3 separate regions of the Mus musculus genome follow, and all the other regions are linked to region 2. Evidence: chromatin contacts called from public HiChIP or PLAC-seq and promoter capture Hi-C data. All regions are on one chromosome and are shown on one strand. The core of a region is the stretch at or near the end of the contact, and the rest is flanking DNA. Distances in the headings are between cores, read along the strand shown.

Region 1 (4,430 bases), core at 1,017-3,516, 330 kb after region 2:
TCTTTTGAATGTGGGTGCCCCTTGATCCCTGGGGAAAGTCCCGAGGCTTCAGCTAACTGCTCTGTGTGTGGCATCTCCCCCACTCCCATCCTGCTGACTTGAGTGGGTTCCTTAAGCTTCCCCAGGCCTGCCTAGTTTCAGCCAGACGATGGCACACCAGCTGGCCTGTCTGTCTGGGCAGAGCCGACGGATGCCAGACGGAGCAGAAATGGCTGTGGGCCCAGCTCTATCCATCTCTAGTCTTGGCCCTGGCTGGGGGATGGGGTCTGCCTGCCTGCCTGTCTGATGGTGCTGCAGGCAGGGCTGGGACACTGATGATCTCTGCAGATGTGGGGCATCTTAGGATCCTGACCTGCCTATCCCATTATCACAGGCCAGTGTATGTCTGAGGTCTAGCTCGTATGTGGTCCAGTGATGGGTGTAAGAACCCAGAAAGCAGATTGCAGGGCCATTCAGCCTCAGACTCATTTTATAAAGGTACAAATGAGCTCTCCAAGCTCTGCAGTCGGATCTATCAAGGTCCCACTCTTCTCTCAAAAGTCCAACCCAAGCCTCAACTCTCCAGTAATTAGTATCACCACCCCTCTTAATCCCTACTTCCATTCACACCTTATAACAAAGCAACGTGTGAATCTCCCTCCCACACACTAAATGTCTTGTGCTACCTCAGCCTTAGGTAGAAAGGAGGGGGCCTATGTTCAAGAGGCCCCAAGAGCTGGGATGCCAATGCCACCTTCTGTGGATGCCCTAGCAACTTGGTCTCATGGCCCAGGTGCTTCAGCCCTTGTTCTGACCGAGAAACCCCTGCGGTTCCCACTCACCACTTGCGCTTCATGTAGGCGGCAGCTCGGTTGCCATAGAGCATAGCGTTGTGCGGGGCCTTCTGCACAGCCTGGCTGTAGAGCTGGATGGCCTGGGTCCACTGCTGGCAGGCGAAGGCTTCATTGGCCTGCTGCTTCACACGCTCCAGGTATGGGGGCAGCTCCACCTGGGGGCTGCGAGGGAAGGAGAGCCAAGTCAGACCACTTAAAGATTAGTAGCCCTACCCAAGGGCCACGCATGGTTTTGTGGACCCTGGCACCTCACTGCCATCTAGGAGATGGGGCCACTTTCATGCTGAGCTTGGGCCATTATCTATTACCATGAAAGAATATGCATAATTCCAAGTGCTTTGAGCCAGTAAAGGAGCGGCAGGAAAGCCATTACCAACCAAATGCTGGGGTTCGGGTGACAGCCACTGGTGCCACCTTCATCTGCACTGAACTAATCTTGTGACCACTCTACTTCCTCCTATGGGAAAAGTCTGTCTCAAGGACGAGACAACAGAGGGGTGGGAAGAGAACAGAGGCAGGGATGTACTGTAATGGGAACTACTGTAATGGGACGGATTATCTGCATGGGAGACCAAGTCAATACTCAGAGGCAGCTAGCCTCTGGACCCTTACCCCAGGGCTGGGGCAGAAGGACAAACTTCAATCTGGGTATGTTTGGCAGCCTCTCAGATAGAAGCTGCCTTTGGAACACTAGCTGCCCTCTAAGAAGCCCCTCTGGCCCAACCTCTACCATCTGGGATTCACAACTGGGTTGAGGTCAGGAGGGAGGGTTTTTTGTTTGTGTGTGTGTGTGTGTGTGTGTGTGTGTGTGTGCGTGCACATGCATACATGCATTGTATGTGTGTGTTTTGTTGAGATTTTTGTATTATGGATGTTTTTCCTCTATCAATGTCTGTGCACCAAATGTGTGCAGTGCCTGAGGAGGCCAGAGGAAGGCACTAGATCCACTGGAAATGGAGCTACAGACAGCTATGGCAGCTGTATAGGTTCTGGGAATGGAAGCTGGGTCCTCTGAAAGAGCAGCCAGTGTTCAACTGCTGAGTAGTCTCTCTCCAGCGCCACGAAGACAGGCTTATAGGGCATGCTTATCTCCCCGTCCACACACTGTCACTGAGACTGAAGGCCACTGAGGTCAGCTGGCCTCACCTGATGCACCCCTTGCTCTCTGGCAGCCGGAAGCCGTTGCTGTGAAGGTGTAGGCCATTCGACACGCCGTTGGACACCCCGTTAGTAGACATCTTGCCGTTCTGGACTTCTGGAAGAATGAGAAGAAAGTAAGAGTGATGCCTGAGGAGGAGGGCTTCACTTCTCTGCATCCCTTGGCTTCCATCATGGGACCTGATGGCTCCACTGTGAGACTATTCTCCCAGGTCAGATCCAGTCCCAGAAAACAAGTCAGGACAGGCAGGCAGTGGAATAAAGAAAAGCCCGTGCGCCCTCTGCTGGCTACAGAGGGTACAGCTCCTTTCTGTCTGCCATTCCCCACAGCTGAGGTCGGGGAGGGAATGAGGGGAGAAGAGGTTGGGGCTCAGCTGTGAGCCACAGGGAGAAATCCATGAACCAGGGTGAGAAGGGAAAGGGCAGCTACCTCAAGTGCTTAAGAGCCAGGGCACTGGAAGGGCCCATCTTCCATAAGCCTTGGACAGAGCTCTGACCCGTCTGACTATCCTTCTGATAAGGCCAGGGTAGAGATCTTCTCTTTTGGAGTGTGTAGACACAGGTCAGAGTAACGAGTGGGCTTCTCCTCAGAGGGACATAAGTACACAAGCCTCCACCCACCCCGTCATGGGTTCCCCAAGGGAGAACTTACCCACGGAGTGGCATTTTCTAGGCAAGAGGAAGGTATATGGCCGTTGCTTGTAAGTCAAGTCAAACAGATACACCTAGGATTGGGGAGAGATGGAGGCCGTGAGGCAAGGATGTGGCTGAAGCCTCGGTCAGATCTGGGCAGCTTTCAAGATCAGACTCCTCAACTCCCAGTGAGCACTGAGCACGGAGCCATAGAGCTCGCCAGATGGGACCATGAAAGGAACTCTAAACAGGAAAGTCCTCCAGGCTTTTGAGTCTTGGGGTGGGCGGGCTATGTGACTTACACAAAGCCCTTGCTGACACTGGACCTTCCCTGGGAGCACATATTTAAATCTGAAAGATCCTCAAAGGTGCAAATATCTTGTTTTATAGATGAGAAAAATGAGGTCTCAGAGAAGGGAAGCTACTAAAAGAGACACTGCCAATTTTCTCCTGTCAGTCAGCAAGTGTCATCTGTTATCTGAGTGCTTGCGCCTCGGTGCTTATTCTGTTCCAGAGCTCTGCTGGGCGTATGACCAAGGATAAGCTTTGACTTCTGATCCTCTGGTGTTTACCTCTCGCACAGTGGGACTTGAAGGCACAAATCACCATCCCTGTTTCCTGGCTTGTGTGGTGCTAGGGCTCAAGCTCAGGGTTTTGTGCACGTTAGGTGAGCACTCTGTTCAGTGACTAACACCCCTAGTCCTCTTCATTAGGCTGTGAGCGTGTGGTGTACCGGGAATCCCGGCAAGCACACACTACAGTGCTCATGGATGTCAGGATCGCTTCCTTCCGTTTGTTTTCCATCACTCCTGTTAGACTGGAATTCACTATGTAAGCAAGGCTGGTCTTAAACTCTCAGAGATCCACGTGCCTCTGCCTCCCAAGTGCTGGGAATAAAAAGTGTCCCAGAGGGGCAGCTGGAGAGTGGGTTCTCTCTTCTGCCTCAGGGTTTGGGGACTAAACTCAGGTTGTCTGGCATGAACAGCATGTTTACCTGAGGAGCCACTTTGCAGACCTTCTAGAGCATTCTTAACCAAAATGCCATGTCTGTCTAGTTCTCTAAAGAGAAGGCTAGGTTAGGGTAATGCTGGTCCCTCACATGTCACATGTCATTTACAAAGAAGATGTTACTTTTATCTGCCAAGACAGGGACTGTGGGTGAGAGTCTCACCAGGCAGGGGACCTACCTGCTCTCCTCCCATGTTGACTAGCAGCTCTGTGCCATTGGGGCTGAAGGTCACATAGGTGGCAACCAGCACTCTCAGACGGCTGTTATAGTCAGGCAGCTTCACCGGCAGGTGACCTGCCAAGAAGAGCACACGACCCTAGGATGAGACTTCAGCCCCTACTTAGAGAGCCAGGGCACGGTGTAAAGACAGCCAAATGGGAAAGGCTAGCCACCGACTGCATGGAGGCAGCTAGCTACAAGTGTTGAGCCTCAGGATAGTCAACAGGTCAGCAGCCTCAGGCTTGCCCTCGGTCATTTTGTGTGTGACACAGGGTCTTGCTGAGAAGTCCAGACTGATTTTATTATTAGCTCTTTCAGATTAATGTTGCGATTTTGAGCCTCCTGTCTTAGCCTCTCGAGTTCTGGGATTACAATCCCATTTTTAAAGAGAAGAAACTCCTCAGAGTTAAGTGATTTGTTGACAGTTACACAGCTGGTCAAAATGAGGAGTGAAGAAGAAGTCTAGACCCACCTGATTCTAGCCCCCAACCCCCAACCCCCAGCCCCCAGAAGTCCCAGAAAGAGCCAAGGTCCTGGCAAGAGCCAGGCTGGGCCCTACCTGCGACATAATACTGCGC
Region 2 (4,842 bases), core at 1,241-3,740:
GGCAAGCAATGGGTCTGGCTTGACCAAGGACAGGAGAAGCCAAACTGGCTGAAAAGGGAAGCGAAGACAGAGGACAAGACCAGAGGCCGGCAAGCTGCCTTTTGATTTTTGTCTTTGCTGTCTTTAGACACACCAGAAGAAGGCATCAGGTCCCATGACAGATGGTTGTGAGTCACCGAGTAGTTGCTGGGAATTGAACTCATGACCTCTGAAAGAGAAGCCATCTGCTCTCAACCACTGAGCCTTCTCTCCAGCCCCTGGGATTGTCTTAAAGGAACATGAACATAGGGCATCGAGAGAAGTAACAGTCTCGTTGAGTCATCCTGTGGCTGCTTGGCCCTGTGCATTGCTTCTGTGACTATGCCGACTATGCCAGAATCCATCCCAGAGCCCTAGCCTCCATCCTGCCCAGCGCTGACAGTGACTCAAAACTGTGAAGTCTGATCTAAGGAAGAAGGGAATGGATGTCCACAAGCAAATAGCATTTACCACGTGGCAGGCCCTTGGTGTGACAGCTACAGGGTCTCTCCCAAGGTTTTTGTGAAGTGCTGTCTTCTGCAGTCTTTATTGCATGAAGAATGGAAATGCAGAGAGCAAGCATAACTTGTCCAAGGGCACCAACAGCTAGGGAGTCTGTCTCTGCAACCAGGTAGCATGGGACGGAAGTCTGTGGTCAGGAAGGCTTCTCTGAGGAGGGAGCAAACATAGTAACCAACCGGAAGGAGCCGGTTTCAGACCAGAAGAAGAGTGCTCCAGGCAAGAGCAGGTGAGGGCTCTGCTGGAAAGTGTGTGAACACTGGGGAAGGCCCCTAGGGAGCCACCCAGGAGCTGGACTTAGAAGAAGAATTACAGAGCAATTCCTCCAAGATCAGTGTATGTCCTTCTGTCTCTCCCTTATTCCCTCCCTCTCTCCCTTGCTTCTCTCTTTTCCCTCCTGTTTTTTCTTCCTTCCTCTTTTCCTCTCTCCTCTTCTGTCTTCTCTTCCCATCTCCTCTAATCTCTGCCTTCTCCTGTCCTATCTCCCTGCCTTCCTCTGCCTCCCCCTCCTCCTCCTCCTCCTCTTCCCTTCCTCCCTCCTCTCAGGTAGAGAATCACTACTCCTCTTTGGCTGTCCTCCAATCCACAGGGCTCAAGCATCCTCTTGAGTAGCTGGGAGTGCAGCTGGTGCGGCTGTTCCTTTTGTATCTGGGCTCCCTATGGCTGGGCTCCCATTGGCCACGATATACATTTATTTGTTAATTGCACACATGGATCAATGGCCAAGGCCAACTTAGAGGATGCTCTATAATGGTGGCAGTGCTATCCAGGCAGGGTAAAGCCACCCTCCCACAGTCCCTGAACCTCCACTACATTTCCTTTCTTCCTCCTACACCCACTTCATATTTTCCTAAGAGAGAAGCACTTTTATTTGGTTTTTTGAGACAGAGTTTCTTTGTGTAGCCTTGGTTGTTTTGGAACTCACTCCATAGACCAGGCTGGCCTCAAACTCAACAAAGATCTGCTTGCCTCAGCCTCCCAAGTGCTGGAGTTAAAGGTGTTTGCCATGGCTCATTGAGAGAAGCATTCCTATCTGCATCCATCACTTGCTGACACCGTGTGTGTCACCATGATCCTCCTGAACTTGTACTTTAGGGCGCTCACACACAGCCCCCTACACCCCTGTCTGTACACAGAAGCACACCTGACTGCATAATGTGTCCGAGCTGTTGATTCTAAACCCAGTCACGCATCGTCATCGCCTATCATCAGTATAGCCCCGGGGACACCCACTTGAATCTTCCATGCCTTAAGCCCTCACCCTCCCACAAACATTTCCAATTCAACCCTAGCTCTCCCTCCCCAGGCAGGGGGATTTCCTGGGTCTCAGTGCACCTTGGTTTTAGAGAGGTAATACTGGTAATAACTCTTGGTTTTAAAGGGAGGGTGGGTATCGGGCTGGGGGAGTATAGGGAGGGCTCTCCTAGAGACACTGTGATTGATTAAGGATTCTCCTCAGCTTCTCTAAAACTTGTGTGTGGCAGTAGCCTGATGGGAGCTGATTGTTGTGAAAAACAGGTACCCAAAGGCAAGGGCCTTATCTCCACCGCCCAGTTCCTAAAGATGAGGCGGCAGGGTATAAGTGACAGGCAAAAGATCCCTGGCAAATGTAGTGACAGTAGTGTAAAGGCTACAGGCTATGTGAACTTGGGCCAAGTTATCCTGACCTGGCTCTGTGTTTTCCTACCTAGGAGATGAGTGGGGAGTGGGAGCCTTTGGGATGGCCAACCCCCCACCCCCTTGGTATCCCACTCTAGTAACTAAAGGGACAGGTCCCTTTGGCCGGAACCTTTGGGAAGGAGCTGGGGCGCAGGGACAGCGCTGGGAGAGCCCATCCACAGCGGGAAGTGGGAGCCAGCGGACTTTGGATCTGGGGGCCCCTCCTGGCTTTGGGCAGCAGTCTAGGGGCTGAGGCGTGACTTCGACTTCTCTGGCTGCCGCCTCCTCCTCCGCAGTCACCAAAATAAGAGAAGTCCGAGACGGCTTCCTCCTCCCTCCCCAGAGTAGGTAGTAGGGGCAGAGGCGGGTAGCACCTCACTTTACCCCCCACATCGCCTCTCCTGGTTGCTGGAAGTTAGGGTTGGCTCGCCCCAGATCGAGTCACCCGCAGCTGGCTCCCTTGAGACCAGGTAGGCGGCCAAACCCGGTGGGGGCTGGTAGGGCAAATGTTGCCCCGCCCCTAACCGTCCTCACCTTGGAGGGAAGATTTGGGGGTAAACCTGAACTTTGAGAGCTGAGCAAGTTGAAAGCGGGAGATGGGGGTGGGGATCCCATTCAGAAAGGAAATGAAGAAGGAAAACTAAGGAAAGCTGGAAAAGGCTGATAAAAACCTAGGAGAAGGCCGAGGCAGTACGGCGAAGGCAGACCAAAAATTCCCCCTAAAAGTCTAAATGGGGAAAGAGAGGGAAACTGTGTTGTAAATTTGATAAAATTTGGGGAGAGGGCTGAAAGTACAGGAAGGCACTGTGGGATCCCCCAAAAGCGTCTAGGGAGAGCCCTGAGAGGCTTTCAGGAGGAGAAAAAGGAAAGAAGCTGAGGGGGTATGAGAGAGGGGTAGTAGGTGGGGAAACTGGAAAGGGGGAGGGGATACTGAGGAAATCGGTCGCGAGTTCCCGAGAAGGGGGTCTAGGAGAGTGACTTCTGCAGAACTCGGAGTCCAGAGTGCAGTTCTGGGGTCTCAGAGGCCGGCTATCTGGATTCCTCAGAGGGAAGCGGGGAGTCTGCAAACTCCCCCCAGACCCTCTAGCTACATCAGTGGGGCAGCGGGTTCCAGACACCCTGGGGATTCCTTCCAGCAGCTGGAGGCGTGGATCTGGGTTTCCTGGGGAAGACCTCACCCTGGGGCATCAGACCTCCCTGGGTGCTTTTCCCTATCCGCAGTGGCGGTCAAGGTTTGCGTCCCTGTCGGGATCCGGGAATTGCTGGCAGCCCCGACGGAAATCCTGCTTTTGACCGCCAATGCCCGCAGGGGCTGTTTCCATGGCAACACAGGGCAGTGAGGCCAGTTGGCTTTGGGCCGCTGCAGGCTCAAGGCTGGCAGCCAACTTTGGTCCCTGCCTTCGTCCCCATTTTTGGTCCTTGATCCGGGTGTGTTGCACCACAGAGGGAGTGAGAGGGTGCCGCTTGGTGTTCAGGGGTCTCCTGCCTCAGAGACATGTTCTCTTAGCAAGAATGGGCCTTTAATTGCTATGCAGACCTCAAGGAGAGCTAGCTTTCTCTGGACTTTTGCTTTTCTCATTGGAACTTTGGGGAAGAAACTAGCCCTCCCCATACCAAAGCTGTGCCTAGTGGCTCATGCCTATAATAATCCTTGCATCCAGCAAACAGAGGTAGGGAGGTTGTCACGAGTTCAAGACCACCTTGAGCGATATAAGCAGAAAGACAGGTGGGGTGGGGGAAACAGAAATAGAATGGGAAGGGGTGGGGCGGGGAGGAGAGGGGAGAATGGAGGAGAAGGCAGATGAAGTTCTATCAGATCCAGGCCAGCTGGCTCTACACAGTTCTTTGCCTTCTCAAAGCATGGAGGACCAGAAAGCTTCGCTGACAGGGCCTCTGAGAACCAGCACACAGTTGGCATCTACTAAATGTCACGTTTACTAGGGCCCATTCCAAGAAGGTTAGCAGGGTTCGCATCTGTACCCCACTCTCCAGGTGGCCACCCTACAAGCAAGCCTTTTGTAGTCTAGAATTGGATGCAATGAGCATCCTTCCATTTGTAGTGGGAAGGTGGAGGGGGTAGCCAAGCTGTGTGGACCCAAGAGAGGGGGAGGTGGAGGGGGGCTCCTGCCTATATCAGCTCCTGCTCCCCAGCAGGCTTGAAGCTGTGAGTGAGATTGTGTGAGGGTGCTCCCCAGTGTGCTGTGGGCTTGAAGTGAATGTGTTCACGCCTGGGTGCTTGCTTTTGTGTGGTTATTGGGGGTGGGGGGTGGGGGCTGCTCGGAAGCTACCTAAGGTTGAAGTGACAAGGGACGTAACCAGCCCTGACAGGCTGGGTAAGGGACAGGGAAGACAGAGATGAGGAAGGAAGAGCCAAGTCTCTTCCACACAGCACATTGGGTCAGCCGATGGTAAGGAAAGCAGACTGCCCCATCCCACTCCCTCAAGACTAAGGGATGAGATTAAAGGCTTGGGCCACCACAGACAGCAGGGGTCTCTCTCTCTCTCTCTCTCTCTCTCTCTCTCTCTCTCTTCCTGGATATTCGAGGCAGGGTTTCTCTGTGTAACCTTGGCTACCCTGGAACTCTGTAGACCAGGTTGATCTCAAAACTCACAGAGATCCGCCTGCCTCTGCCTCTTGAGTGTTGG
Region 3 (4,357 bases), core at 277-2,776, 400 kb after region 2:
AGCTCAGCAGAAATCCTTGTCAAGAAAGTTCTGAAGAGATTTGTCAAACGAAAACAAACCCCTCTAACAGCCCCTTGAACAAATCACCTTGGATTTCTCGGCTTTAATTAACCTTTCCATGAAACAGGATGGCATTTGAAATGATTTAAAAACTTCTCAGTCTGGGCTCAGCGGTGGTGTGCTTACCTAGCACGCACAGGGTTCTGTGTTCAGATCCTACTTCTGAGGGGGGGGGGAAGAGTTCTCATGATTGCACCATGTAGACACAATGTCTCGACCTTTCTGAACTCTAATCAATATCATTCATTCAAATTCCAGTTCCGGCTGTGTGTGGTGGTGCATACCAGTAATCCCACTTGAGAGGGAGAGGCAGGAGGATTGCCAAAAATTAGAAGCCAGCTGGGCTACATTGTAAGAATGTAGCCTTTCGCACAAAACAGAACATGCCCCTTCTGGAAGCTGTTTTCTGTCTGCAGATAATAAAAATCCTTCTTTTCTCTTTAAACCAGACAGACAGACAGACAGATAGACAGACAGACAAAAACAATACCCAGCCTCTTACTTTTTGGTTGTTTCACTACTGTTATGAGTTGAAACACGCCCTTTCAAAAGAAGCTGAAGTCCTACCCCTGCCCACCCCTCAGTGCCCGAGAATGTGGCTTTATTTAGATGAGGGGTTTTGTTGTTGTTGTTGTTGTTTTAAATCTCTTTGAGACAGGGTCTCCCTACTGACCTCAGCCTGGTCTAGAACTCACTTTGTTACACAAGCTGACGTTGAGTTAAAAATTCCTCTTTCTTTAGTTTCCCAAATGCTGGAATTACAGTTTCCCACCGTTCGTGGCTCAGATTGGGTTTTTGAAGTTGATCAAGGTAAGGTACGCCATTAGGGCCAATTCCTAATTCAATTTGCTTGGAGTCCTTTTAAAGGGGGAAATTTGGACCTAAAGACGGATACAGGGAGGCTGGGGTTATGCCGCCACAGTCAAGGGAAGCCAATACATTGCCATCAAAGCACCTGTGGCTGGGATGCAGGAACGGATTTCAGCTCACACGGTCCTCAGCACAGGTCAATGCTTGGGAACATACAGAGTGCAGATTTCTAGCCCATTTCATTCATTCATTTAACTTTATTTTGTGACACTGGGCATAGGAACCAATGGTAGACAAGCACTCTACCTCTGAACCACGATCCCATCCCTTTCATTCTAAACATTTCTCATAGATCACCTCATTTAACCATCTTGTTATCCTTTTGTTATAGCTATCCATCTCCACCTTACAGTTGAGAAAGCTGTGAAACAGAGAGGCTAAATAACTTGTTCAAAGTCACATGCTAACAAGAAAACACTTTGTAGATAGTACAGTATGTCACTCGTGTTAGATTGTACTTTTTTTTTTTTTTTTTTTTTTCCAATTTAGGTCTCGGCTTCCTCTTCTTACGTGACACTTCCTTCCCTGGGCGACAGGGGCCGCTGCACCGCGCGGGCGCTGACAGGTCTCTCTAGCTTGCTGCGCCTGCTACTCGTTGGTGCCTATAAATGGCTGCGCTGTGCTCAGCGAGGCATCAGTCCGCTACCGCGGGACCCGGGGCTGTGTCAGGTCTGGAAGTGGAGCTGGAGCTGACCGAAGGAGCTGCCGCTGGGCCGGGGTGGAACACAGCTCTGCACCGGGGTCTTAAGGAGGGGTGTGTTGCTGCTGGCTCACTGCGAGCCGCCTCCAGCCTGCGCCGAGGCACCTTCCCGCCAGGCCGTCTGCCTCTGTCTTCCGCCTCCCTCCATTTCCCCGGAATCTCAGCCCGGCGCGGCTGGACCCTGGCTCTCCTGTGGGTGGGAAAGCCCCAGCCTTTTTCCTGCTATACTCCTTTATCCCAGGCTGGCCTTCCAGCCTTCTCTCGCCTTTCCCTGCGGAGTGGGTCTCACCCTTTTCCGTCTTTAGCCCAGGCTCCTTACCCCTCCCCTTTAGCCGAGTTCCAGCACCCTGGTGATTTTCCTTAGCCAAAGGTCCTATCCTTCTTCCTCCTTTCCCTTGCCCGTGGTCCAGCCTATCCGGCCCTTCCCCTCTCTTCAGGACGCAGTTTCCCCGATTTCCTTCTCTCAGCCTGAAGTTCTAGATCCTTTCGGTTTCCTCCTTAGTCCCTCCAAGGTACTTAACCCCTTTTTGCAGTTTGGACTTTGAGATTGTGAATCTCTAGAAAACGAAAATACTTCTCTAAAACATGAACTTTTCCTAGAGATTGCCCCAGTCTCACCCCATCTGCAGGACTCCTTGCTACCTATGTCCCAGGTCTTACACGCACTTCGCTAAGGGCTGAGGCCTCCTAGGCTGGGGGATCAGTATGATGCTTCGGTGGTCCGGCGTCTGGGGATTTCATCCACCTCGGATCTTCCCCTCCTTGCTGGTGGTGGTTGCCTTGGTGGGACTGCTACCTGTTCTCAGGAGCCACGGCCTCCAGCACAGCCCTACTGCCAGCACCATCAGAGGTTCTGAACCACCCCGGGAACGCTCAATTGGGGATGTCACCACGGCACCATCAGAGCCTCTCCATCGCCCAGATGACCACAATTTGACCAACTTAATCATTGAACATGGCGGTAAGCCATCTCGGAAGGCCTTCCCAGTCCTGGACATTGACTACCCTCACGTGCGCACACCCTTTGAGATCTCCCTCTGGATTCTCCTGGCCTGCCTCATGAAGATAGGTAAGTGCATGATGGTGCTGTTGCTGCCACCACCAGATAGGTGAGCTTCTTGCCCCACTTGTTACCAGGTTCTGCTTCTCAGGCTCTGAATGAACCACTTCTGCAACGCGGGCGGGCAGCCTCTCCCTCCTTTTTGTTGGTCCTTAAACTCCAGCTCTGGCCTGTGAGCTGGCATTATGTAGCAGGAGGGAGGGTCAGGAGCGTGCACGAGATGGGATGCTTCTGATATTGGTTTCAGAAAAGCTGCCAAGGCTTGGCTGGTCTCCTACAGCTGGGATGGGACCTAGAGAGGAGGCAGGTGCTTAGCTATGTGTAAGACAGGAATATCCTTTAGCAAGTGGCCCTTTCTGTCCTGTCAACAGGAATCAGTACGGATTTATTACATTCTTTGTGAAAGGGTGTTTTAGGACTTGGCCTGTCTAAGGATTTTGCGTAGAGTAAGGAACTAGGTACAAGGCACTTAGGTGTGTGGTAGAACACAGGGATCCCCAGAGACTTATTTACCTTCATCCCCAGAGTGATACCTCTCAGCTTTGCCTGCCAAGGCCAGTCAGAAGCCCCTGAGTCAGGTCCCAGTCCAGAAATGCCAACCGTTATCCAGTTCATAGGAATGGCTACAGCCAGCCATTTGGGGATGGCAAGAAAGTAGAGGAGGTTGAGGTTTGGTTCAGGTTTGTACCCAACTGACTAGAGACGGGGACCACCCATTGAAGGCAAAGAGATAGAGAAGAGCTGGGTCTAAAGAGATTTTAAAATATTCTTTTTGGAAGAATGACATGAAAATGCTGTTCCTTCTCCAAGGGTTGGGGTTCCTGCCCAGCCTGAGCACCCTGTTCTGCTGGGTGATTGGTGGGGTTCTCCCGAGGCTGCATAGCCCAGAAGTTCCTGGAGATGGTATCTAGGGGGCTTTTCAAGCTACCTTAAGTTTTCCAGCCCACTTTCAGCGAACTGAAAGTGGGAGCCACCGGGTCTCTCTCTGCTTCCCTCTTTGCTTGAGATTTGGGTTTTGAGGAGTTAGAGACTCTGGGCAGGAAGTCTCGCAGCTTCTTTTCCCAAGGACACCAAACTGGTGTGAGGCTGGCCCTGTGGCATGCTGCAGGAACTAACCAGTACCTCTGTTTTGATAGATCCAGGAGCTGGCTTCCTGGTATGGGGCTTTGGTGCTGAGGTGGTTACAGTGGCCGAGTTAGGGCATGGAGCTGGGCCATCAGCACCTACACCCTGATGGCAGCCAGCTTCCTGGGGGGGAAAAAAAAATCAAGGTCTGAGCAAGGGGAACCGTGGATACAGATTCAAACCTAAATGCATGACCTTGAACAGCTGAGTGTCTTCCTGAAGGTCTTTCTTGTGAAATAAGCATCGGAATTGCTATTTGACTATATCGATTGACTCATGACACCGTGTGTCTGTATTTGTTGTAAGACCCTGAAGTGACCATAATATGTCATTTGTCTGTAGGAGGCGAGGGAGAGACTGGAGAGACTTCATAAGTGCTGCCTGTAAATTAACACCTCCCTCAGCCCCGTGGTGTCCCAGTCCTGGGAGCTGGCACACACACTGCAGACCTGTGTCTGCTGTTAGTCAGTACACTAGCATGACCAGAAAGACCCCACTCTGGGAAGTCCCAACTTTGTTCCTGCAGACCTGATAGCTCTTGT

The links. HiChIP or PLAC-seq counts read pairs in DNA pulled down with a chosen protein or histone mark. Capture Hi-C pulls out chosen DNA fragments and counts their contacts.
Region 1: a contact with region 2 is called in an H3K4me3 HiChIP or PLAC-seq map of embryonic midbrain, with 5 times the contacts expected there. The contact joins the enhancer-like site here to the promoter of Fgr in region 2. A contact is called at or near these places in 9 of 39 promoter capture datasets (the 3T3-L1 cell line, 3T3-L1-derived adipocytes, hippocampal neurons and 5 more), 1 of 15 datasets of contacts at CTCF or cohesin (large pre-B cells), 2 of 484 Hi-C or Micro-C datasets (bone marrow-derived macrophages and tail fibroblasts), 10 of 115 datasets of contacts at active chromatin or transcription factors (T-cell acute lymphoblastic leukemia, acute myeloid leukemia, double positive thymocytes and 6 more) and 4 of 9 other capture datasets (adipose tissue, embryonic stem cells, liver and 1 more).
Region 3: a contact with region 2 is called in a promoter capture Hi-C map of liver, with 3 times the contacts expected there. The contact joins the promoter of Slc9a1 here to the promoter of Fgr in region 2. A contact is called at or near these places in 5 of 115 datasets of contacts at active chromatin or transcription factors (T-cell acute lymphoblastic leukemia, double positive thymocytes, embryonic stem cells and 1 more) and 2 of 9 other capture datasets (liver and pancreatic islet).

The regions. Positions count from the first base shown.
Region 1 is chr4:133,299,740-133,304,169 of GRCm38.p6, forward strand. It overlaps Wdtc1 (WD and tetratricopeptide repeats 1), which reads right to left. Exons shown (of 16, transcript NM_199306.4): 8 at 4,412-4,430; 9 at 3,812-3,927; 10 at 2,644-2,716; 11 at 1,980-2,088; 12 at 822-995. Among named protein-coding and RNA genes, the nearest start is that of Tmem222, 24 kb to the left of the region's middle. Within about 2 kb of position 2,267, at least 33 of the 459 cell types and tissues checked have an H3K27ac peak or open chromatin away from gene starts, as enhancers often do. A contact at or near this core is called in stem cell-derived epiblast-like cells, where this site is marked.
Region 2 is chr4:132,971,605-132,976,446 of GRCm38.p6, forward strand. Fgr (FGR proto-oncogene, Src family tyrosine kinase) reads left to right here and starts at 2,491. Exons shown (of 13, transcript NM_010208.4): 1 at 2,491-2,666.
Region 3 is chr4:133,368,209-133,372,565 of GRCm38.p6, forward strand. Slc9a1 (solute carrier family 9 (sodium/hydrogen exchanger), member 1) reads left to right here and starts at 1,527. Exons shown (of 12, transcript NM_016981.3): 1 at 1,527-2,699. The coding sequence starts at 2,336. It overlaps Mir5122 (microRNA 5122), which reads left to right and starts at 1,568; the gene lies at 1,568-1,656.